Regions from separate parts of the Sus scrofa genome. Here region 1 is linked to region 2. The links are chromatin contacts, called in public HiChIP or PLAC-seq maps. All regions are on one chromosome and are shown on one strand. Each heading gives the region's core, a stretch centred on a gene start, on an enhancer-like site or on the middle of the called end of the contact. The rest is flanking DNA. Distances are from core to core; before and after follow the strand shown.

Evidence for each region. HiChIP or PLAC-seq counts read pairs in DNA pulled down with a chosen protein or histone mark.
Region 1: an H3K27ac HiChIP or PLAC-seq map of alveolar macrophages shows a contact between it and region 2. The contact joins the promoter of KYAT3 here to the promoter of GBP2 in region 2. A contact is called at or near these places in 2 of 47 Hi-C or Micro-C datasets (blood and heart right ventricle) and 2 of 2 datasets of contacts at active chromatin or transcription factors (alveolar macrophages and skeletal muscle).

What each region holds. Positions count from the first base shown.
Region 1 is chr4:127,449,498-127,453,576 of Sscrofa11.1, forward strand. It overlaps KYAT3 (kynurenine--oxoglutarate transaminase 3), which reads left to right and starts at 1,978. Exons shown (of 14, transcript XM_001929384.5): 1 at 1,978-2,059.
Region 2 is chr4:127,405,691-127,410,265 of Sscrofa11.1, forward strand. It overlaps GBP2 (guanylate binding protein 2, interferon-inducible), which reads right to left and starts at 3,039. Exons shown (of 12, transcript NM_001128474.1): 1 at 2,787-3,039.

The DNA.
Region 1 (4,079 bases), core at 728-3,227, 43 kb after region 2:
ACTGATTGGCAGCTGATGCTCCGAGGAGCTTAAACAGAAAGGGTCTGACTCAGAGAAACCAGAGGTGATGGTGGAGGGTGAGGAAGCGCACCACCCCAGCCCTGTTCCCTCCCCTGCCCACCCCAGGCCCACCCCAGGCCGGAGAGCCTCACTGCTCCTTCTTACGCCCCAACAGATGCTCCCGCTTCTACCCGCACCTCCCTCCAAGTCTCTTCTCCGAAGAAACGATAGTGTCCTTCCTAAAATGTGATGAAGATTTTCTGGTGGCTGCTTCAGAATAAAATCAAAGTTCTGGGGCCTTCAGGGCTCTGCATGATCTGGTCCTGTCTTCCCCCCCACCCCAATCTGGAAGCGCGTAGCCCTGGATGACTGTGCTTTAGACACAGGGGTCTCCCTCTTCGTCCTTGCATGCCCAGTTTGCTCCCATACCAAGGCTTTTTCAACTGCCATTTTTCTGTCCAGAATCATTTTTGGCAAAGTCGTCTCTTCATCATTCAGTTCTGGGTTCCACTGTTCCCTCCTCAAAAGAAGCCTTTTCTGACTCTCCTAATTAAACGACCCGCAGTCTCCCATCCTCACGGCTTCGTCCACAGCACTCAACACCATTTCAAACCATCATACACATTTGCTTGTCTCTGGCCTTTTCTTCCTCTTAAAGGTTGGAGACACACGCTCTCTCTGCCCATTTCCCCCAGAAGCCTGTGCACCTCTGTTCTCAATTCATGCATGTTACACGTGAGAAAAAGAAACACCGTACCTGGCATCAGAAATTGAGCAAACACTTACCATTAAGACTTCACTGTTGGGAGGCACGGATGGCGGAGCTCCTCCAGGAAAGTACCGCAATCTAAAAGGACATCAGCATCAGTCAGTCTCTGACTACGAGGAAGGGGCATAACAGACAAGATCCATTAATAGGGATCCCTGAATAGGGATCTCTTCTAACACTCTATTATTCAAACGACCCAAGGTTCCCAAGGTGTGTTTTCTCCCTCTTTGTAAAGTTATAAAACCAGCTTTTGGACTGCAGTTGTGCTCCTGGTGGCCTTTTGGTTGAAGAGTATTGACAAACGAATGCCCTGACAGTAGCTCACGATCTAGGGGTGAGATTCCCAACTGCACACAGCCAATTTTCCATCCGCCTCTGAAACTCGGCGAACCTAGTTCAACCAAAAGTTATCTCTCTCCTTTCCTCCGGACGTGAATAACAATGCTACCTCCCCTCCCACTCCTTCTATCCTCCCATCTTCTTAAAATTGGAAAGGAAGAAAATTGAAGCATGAAGCTCGATGCTTAATACAAGGCTCTCCTTTTGCTAACACCGCCTTCAAAAACGAGTAATTCGTGGTGTTCCTGTTTCTCTTGGCCGATTTTCCTTCCCTTTTAAACTGTCATTGATTTTCCTCCTCAGTTCCACGGCCCCTTCATTCTGTCCTCTGATCACACCCGCTTTTACTGTTCAGGAACGTAAATTCCTCTCTGCTTTTTTTCTCACCCCCACCCCAGGAGATAAATACACCCACGCGCCCTTCTGCACACTCTCCTTAGCCTTGCCCTCTCTGCACCGGCTAACATCTCGATAAATACAACCCTCCCCTCGCCTAAGCCCTGGGACCCGACAACCGGCTTTTCCTTCCAAATCTGCCCGCGTCCTATCACTGGGCCAACCCAACCCATCACACACCTCCAATTAGGGCTCCGGACCTCAGCGTCGCACCCCATCTCGGACCACATTCAAGACCCCGCCCCGCCCCCCTTACCCGGAGGAGCCACGTCCCGCAGCCCGGATCCTGCCCCACACTCGTCTGGCCTCCATCCCCATCCTGTCGGTCCGGAGGGGCCGAGCCCGCAGCCCATCCCCGGCCACATCTCCCTTCCCTCTTCCTCTCCTCCGGGTCGCTTCCCCGTCCGACGGTGCCCCGCCCACTACCCGGCTGACCCTCAGCCAATCCGCGCTCTGACTCCCGGCCAGGCCCCGCCCCACGTCGGAGCGCCCCGACGCACTCTCCAGTTCTCGCGGGACTTGGGCCACGGAAAGCGAGGTGTTCGCGGAAGGGATGTGAGTGGCGCGTCGGTAAGGTACGGGTGCGGGGAGGCCGTGGCCGCCTGGGCTCCGCGAGCGGGGCCGCGAGAGGAGGCGGGAGGGAGGGGGCCGCTGGGTGCGCGCGGGGGCCGCGCCTGCGGGGTGGGAGGAAGAGCCGGGCTGGACTCGGCTCAGGATTGGACTCGTGTCCGGCTCCGGGGCGCGCGGCCGGTGCATACGGCCCACGCGGGCCTGGAGGAGTTTGCTGCGGAGGAGGCGCCGAGGTGCTTGGCCTGCGGGTGGGACCCTGGGCCCCTCCTCGTCCGCCCCTTTCGCGCTGGATTTGGCAGTTGGGGCACTTCGTGGACGGTGAGGGAAGCTGACGCCCACTCCAGTTGGCAGCAGTGGGGATTCTTCATGCGAAGGAAAACAGCTGTCAACTTGCCGCAGAAACGACTCTTAGGGGAGCCCATAGTTTCTCAATCAGAGCGGAAAGCTGTCCAATTTGTTGCTTTTGGCGCCTGCCACCCAATTTTTCCGTCTTGCAGGCTCCTTCTTTGCTACCTGAGGGAGGAACTTGGCAGCTGCTCCTTCCACAGCCCCCTGTACAAAGTCCTAGCTCCCCTGGGCCTGAGACCCAGCTGCTGCAACTTAAACACCAGTCAGACCTGTTGCTGCCTTCTACGAAATTTGTAATAAGTTACCCGGACTCCCTTTTCACAAAACAGCTTTTCAGAAACTTGCAAAAGCACGTGTCCTAACTTGTCTTGTGCCAGCTAAACCTACCTGATTTTCCCCACTCTTGCTCCGATGACATGGCTGTAGAAGTGGACTAAAGTCCAGAGCATGAAGCAGAAATAAAGCTGTTTGTGGTAACTCTTAACCAGGTTTGTGCATTAATTAGCACTACCTCTTTTCACTGTCACCGCACCTTAATCTTCCTTGAGCTTGCAGTTAACCTGAACATCCTGGACTTTGTGACATTATCAACTGATTCCTTCTGCCTCTCCTTCCCACATGCAAAGTCATTATCCACTGATCATTTGGATTGAAGTCTACAGCTTCAAACGTCTCACAGTTCTTTTGACGGCTTTACTCACCTTTCGCCCTGGATCCTCCAACAATTCATCAGCCTTCTCAGCCTCAGGTCACCCCCAGCTATGCCATACATATCTTCTGTATCTTCATTTTAAACCATCTCCTCCAGAGATAATAGCACAGTTTTCTCTTGATCATGGGTATATGACTGCGGAGTTAATCCTAGATATACTATATGCCATAATCAGTTTTATTAGATCACCATGATTCATGATTTCCTTCACAGAATATTGTTTTTAAGGGTAAATGAGAAACACAATGAAAATATTGTTTAGAATTAAAAGCCACATACTTTTCGATTTCCTCCACCTTTTCTGTTCTGTGCCATCCCAGTTTATTTATTCATTGAGCTTACTGGTCAGTATGCACATGGAATGTTCATTGCTTTAGAAAAGCACTCCTCAGAGTTCCCATCGTGGTGCAGCGGTTAACAAACCCAGCTAGGATCCATGAGGACGCAGGTTCGAAACCTGGCCTTGCTCAGTGGGTTGAGGATCTGGCATTGCCGTGAGCTGTGGTGTAGGTCAAAGATGCAGCTCGGATTTGGCGTGGCTGTGGCTGTGGTGTAGGGCTGGCACCTGTACCTCCGATTGGACCCCTAGCCTGGGAATCTCCATGTGCTGCAGGTGCGGCCCTAAAAAGCAAAGAAAAAAAAAATTTTTTTAAGTGCTTCTCAAAAAGTCTATTTCATACATGGATCTAGAGATTATCATACTAAGCAAAGTATCAGAGAAAGAAGAATAACATCTCTTATATGTGGAATCTAAAAAAATGCAGCACAAATCAACATATCTATGAAACAAAAATAGGAGTTCCCGTCGTGGCGCAGTGGTTAACGAATCCGACTAGGAACCATGAGGTTGCGGGTTCGATCCCTGCCCTTGCTCAGTGGGTTAACGATCCGGCGTTGCCGTGAGCTGTGGTGTAGGTTGCAGACGTGGCTCGGATCTCGCGTTGC
Region 2 (4,575 bases), core at 1,789-4,288:
GATGCTGCTCGGATCTGGCGTTGCTGTGGCTGTGGCATAGGCCAGCAGCTGTAGCTCCAATTCGACCCCTAGCCTGGGAACCTCCATACGCCGAAAATGCAGCCCTAAAAAAGCAAAAAAAAAAAGATGTGGTGTATATATACACAATGGAATACTACTCAGCCATAAAAAAGAAAAAATAGGAGTTCCTGTCATGGCTCAGTGGAAACAAACCTGACTAGTACCCATGAGGACAGGGGTTCAATCCCTGGCTGTGCTTAGTGGGTTAAGTATCTGGCATTACTGTGAGCTGTGGTGTAGGTCGCAGACATGGCTCAGAGTCTGCTTTGCTATGGCTGTGGTGTAGGCCAGAAACTACGGCTCTGACTTGACCCCTAGCCTGGGAACCTCCATATGCTGCAGGTGTGGCCCTAAAAATACCCCCCCCAAAAAAAAAGAAGAACGAAATAATGCCATTTGCAGCAACATGGATAGAACTAGAGATTCTCACACTAAGTGAAATAGTCAGAAAGGGAAAGATCGATCCCATGTGGAATCTAAAATCTGGCACAGACGAACCTACCCCCATAACAGAAACAGACTCACAGACATGGACAGCCGACTCGTGGTTGCCGAGGGGGAGGGAGTGGGATGGAAAGGGAGGCTGGGGTTACAGATGCAACCTGTTACACGTAGAATGGATAGACAGTGATCCTGCTGCACAGCACAGAGAACTCTATCCTATCACTTGTGACGGAGCACGAGGGAGGATAATGTGAGAAAGGGAATGGGTGTGGGAGTCTGGCCGGGTCCCTCTGCAGGAAGGGACAGAACAATGTAGATCAACTGTAATAAAAAATAAAATAAAATGCGAAAGTGTCCCATGGCCTCTTTAAATCTGCCCTTTAGGGCAGTCCACTGGTTCTCTTTCAAAATGACTCTATTGTGAAGGAGCTGGGCCTTACACAAGTCGCACGGGTGTTGGAGGGCTTCCTCCTACCACCTCCCGGCTTCCTCTGATGTTAACATCTTAGGTCAACACAGAACACTGACGGAAACGGGAGTGTAGCCAACCAGTCTATACATGGCTTTCCCCCGTCACCGGTCTTCCCAGGAGGCTCTTTTCTGATCCACAGTGCACTTCGGGATCCTTCCTTGCCTTTGGTCATCATCCTTCTGAGATCCTCCTCCATCACCCACCGTTCCTTCGTCTTCCAACCAATTCTGTTGCTTAACAAGGGCCCCGGCTTTTTGCCTACTTCATTTATAATTCTTAACAAACAAGCTCTGCAACTAGCTGTGGTCTCACGGTTTTGACCTATACAGACTTCTTCAATTTTGTCATGAACACAACCTAGGTGCTCCTTGAATCTGTGTCTCCCAGGCCACAGTCCTAACAGATCTCAAAGATCTCTTTATTTCAATCAGGTCGCAGTTTCTGAAATTTCGGTTAACACTCTGTATATTTTCGACTCAATTATATCACCAGATTGGGACCTCCTTGTTCTAAGACTGATTCTTCATTATCTCTACATATATCACCTCACATGTTGCTTTTAATTATCTCAAGTAATGAAGCCACTATTATGAAACATTATTTTAAATAATCAAAGCTTCTTTTCTCTCTGAACTCTGCTCCGTATAGAGTATTTATTCACACGATTTTAGGCATGATCTCTTTAACCAGAACTTGATGATTTGAAGATTTTGATAATTTTGTAAAGTTAAAAAGAGGTGGAGTTCCCGTCGTGGCACAGCAGAAACAAATTTGACTAGGAACCATGAGGTTGCTGGTTCGATCCCTGGCCTTGCTCAGTGGATTAAGGATCTGGCCTTGCTGTGGCTGTGGTGTAGACCGGTAGCTACAGCTTGGGTTAGACTCCTAGCCTGGGAACCTCCATATGCCACAGGTGTGGCCCTTAAAAAAAAAAAAAAAAAAAAAAAAAAAAAAAAAGCAAAAAGAATCTTGGTGATGCCTTAATGTTATCTTTTGAACTTCGATGTCTCAATCTCTGTAACCTGAACTGTTCATGATAAACATTTGTTAGCTTTTTGAGATACCAACAAATGCAGACTGCAGCCTGCCAGTTTTTGTTCTTATCCTAAAGAAACCAAGGCTTTCTTCTACTATCATTGACGACTTCCGATTTGCCCTGGCTGAGGGCTTAGACCTACTATGATGCGCATCTTGCCTCCTAACTGGCTTCCCTTTCTTCAGTGGATGATCACTCCCACCCCCACCCCCGCCAAATGGTTTTCATTTCTATGATCCGGACCCATCGCCTTTTAAAACAATGGCTCACAGGGACGGTTGGTAAAGCAGATGGTCTGTCTGATTTTATAACATGAGAAATAACGCTTTTATAAAGTGGGAATCCATCAGTGACTGACTCAGAAAAAAATGGCTACACAAGGATGTTATAAGCTCCTAAAATACAAGTTGTTAGCTCTTCTCACAGTCCCCGAGTTCTACTTCCTAGCATCAGAACAGTTTGCAATAAAGAAACGGAGTCTGACCTTCATTAAGTGCCTTTTACCAAAGGTAAATGTATATTTAAAAGTGTCAAGAAAGAGAGAATCTTACAACAATCCAAGCTCTTGGTTTAGACTCTGCCTCTCCTGGAACGTTATCTGGCACAGAGCTGCAGCAGCGGGCACTTCCAAGACCTTCTGCTGCCTGATTACGTTAGCATGTCATCTAGAGTCCTGTGCCAGATCAGGCTCAGCTGCAGCCTGTCTTGGGATGCTCATTTTAGAGAATATTTACTGCATTTTGTAAACCTCTTCCCACCCAGCCTTAATCTTACCTGGAGCAGAGATCCTTCAGGGTGAGAAAAAAAAAAAGACAGCTACTTCAATGTGAAAGTTATAGTGTTTAACCTCTTCCTTTTCTTCTGAGCTGAGCTGCCCTGGTTTCTCGTTTCTCTCTCCCTGGCAGTTTAGGCTTTACTTTATTCCATTGGAGTCCTGGAAGCATGCAGATTTTTTTCAGAAACCTGATGATGGGAAATCAAACCCAGCAGGCAACAGCTGCAAAGAAATAGACACAAAATGAAACTGAAAGCAGAGTCCACGGCAATTACTCACAAAGGAGCCACCAGGAGCTACGTTAATGGGCATGTCTGGAGTCATTTCTCAACTGGGATCTTTAAACTGTACTATTGGAAGATATCTTTGAGACTGCTTGCAGTAAAAATGAAAGTCCACTGGATCAATTAAAATAAGCCTATTTATGTCATGAGTGGGGCCAGTCTGAAAAGCATGGGGACGAGGAACACTTACTTTTTTCTGGGTCCGATTGCCTAGCGTGTTGGAGTCATTCGCAGGGCAGCTGGTTACTTACTCGTTTTAGTAAGTGAGGAATGTGAGTTCTCGGGGGAGTGACCATGGCTCACACACGTGGGAATTCTCAGCACCTAAGCCCGGGACGGGCACTTAGTGCTTAAGAAATAATAAATCACAGTGAGGAGAGCTGCCACTTCTTGGCCCACTTGTTTCAGACTGAGTGACAAGTTCTTCACCTAGATTGTCCCCTCCTGGTCTTATTACAGGTGTGTCTGTCACAACATTGCAGAGTGATTTCACAACTTGTTAAAATCACAAGGTACTGAGTAAGGTTTGAACCCCAAAACTCTTCTTCCAGAACCCATGCTATCCACCACCTCACTTAATACCTCTATGTTTGCTGACTGAACAATAATAACAATGTTTCTCATTTATCAGTGGCTTTCTAGGCCAGAGTATACATATGTAGTTTAAGACTCATAATTATGGTTTCGGGTATGGGTAATTATTATCCCCATTGTTTAGTGAGGAAAAAAGAGTCAGAAGGTAAGAAACATGTCTTCCTAAGTGTTCTTTGTGTATTCTAGAAGATCATATAGGCCGCAAATGTTGAGTGAGGTATTCTGTGGATACCGATTAGAACACAATAAAAGGCCATGAAATTTCTTCTTTTTTTTTTAATTCTACCCCTAGCCTCTAAGTTTCCATATGGATATATACACAAATAAATATCAATATAACATAGGTCTGAATAAAACAAATCTTTTCCTAAAATGGAACCTGCTCTTTAGTTGAAAAGAGAGTTACACTAAAAGGGAGATTAGAATCAGCGGAATGAGAAGGGTGAGTGTGGGCTGAAGAAATTCTAATGCTAAAGCGATGGTGGAGGCCCATTTAAAATATTATCCTGACTTAGAGTTAAATACTGGCAGTATGTGCCAAGCAGGAGTAGGAAGGCTGGCCAGGGATCACTGAACACCGTTACAGGCAGAAACGATGACTTCGGAAATAAATGGTCCTGGGTCCAATTTTATGCATAAGGAAAAGCAAGGAAAGGACTACAACCACATGCCATTCACAAAAAGCAACACAAGGAGGATTGCAGAACTATATGTAAAAGGCGAAACCGTAAAGTCTCTTGAAAATAATATGGAAAAATACTGTGACATATTAGAGAGTGGGGAAAGTATTCTAGGAGACAAAATACGCTACCTATATAGAAAAGATGAACAAATATGACAATATTAAATTGATATATTGTCAAAATACACCATCATCAAGAAAAGAGGCAATGAAGACTATGAGAAGACG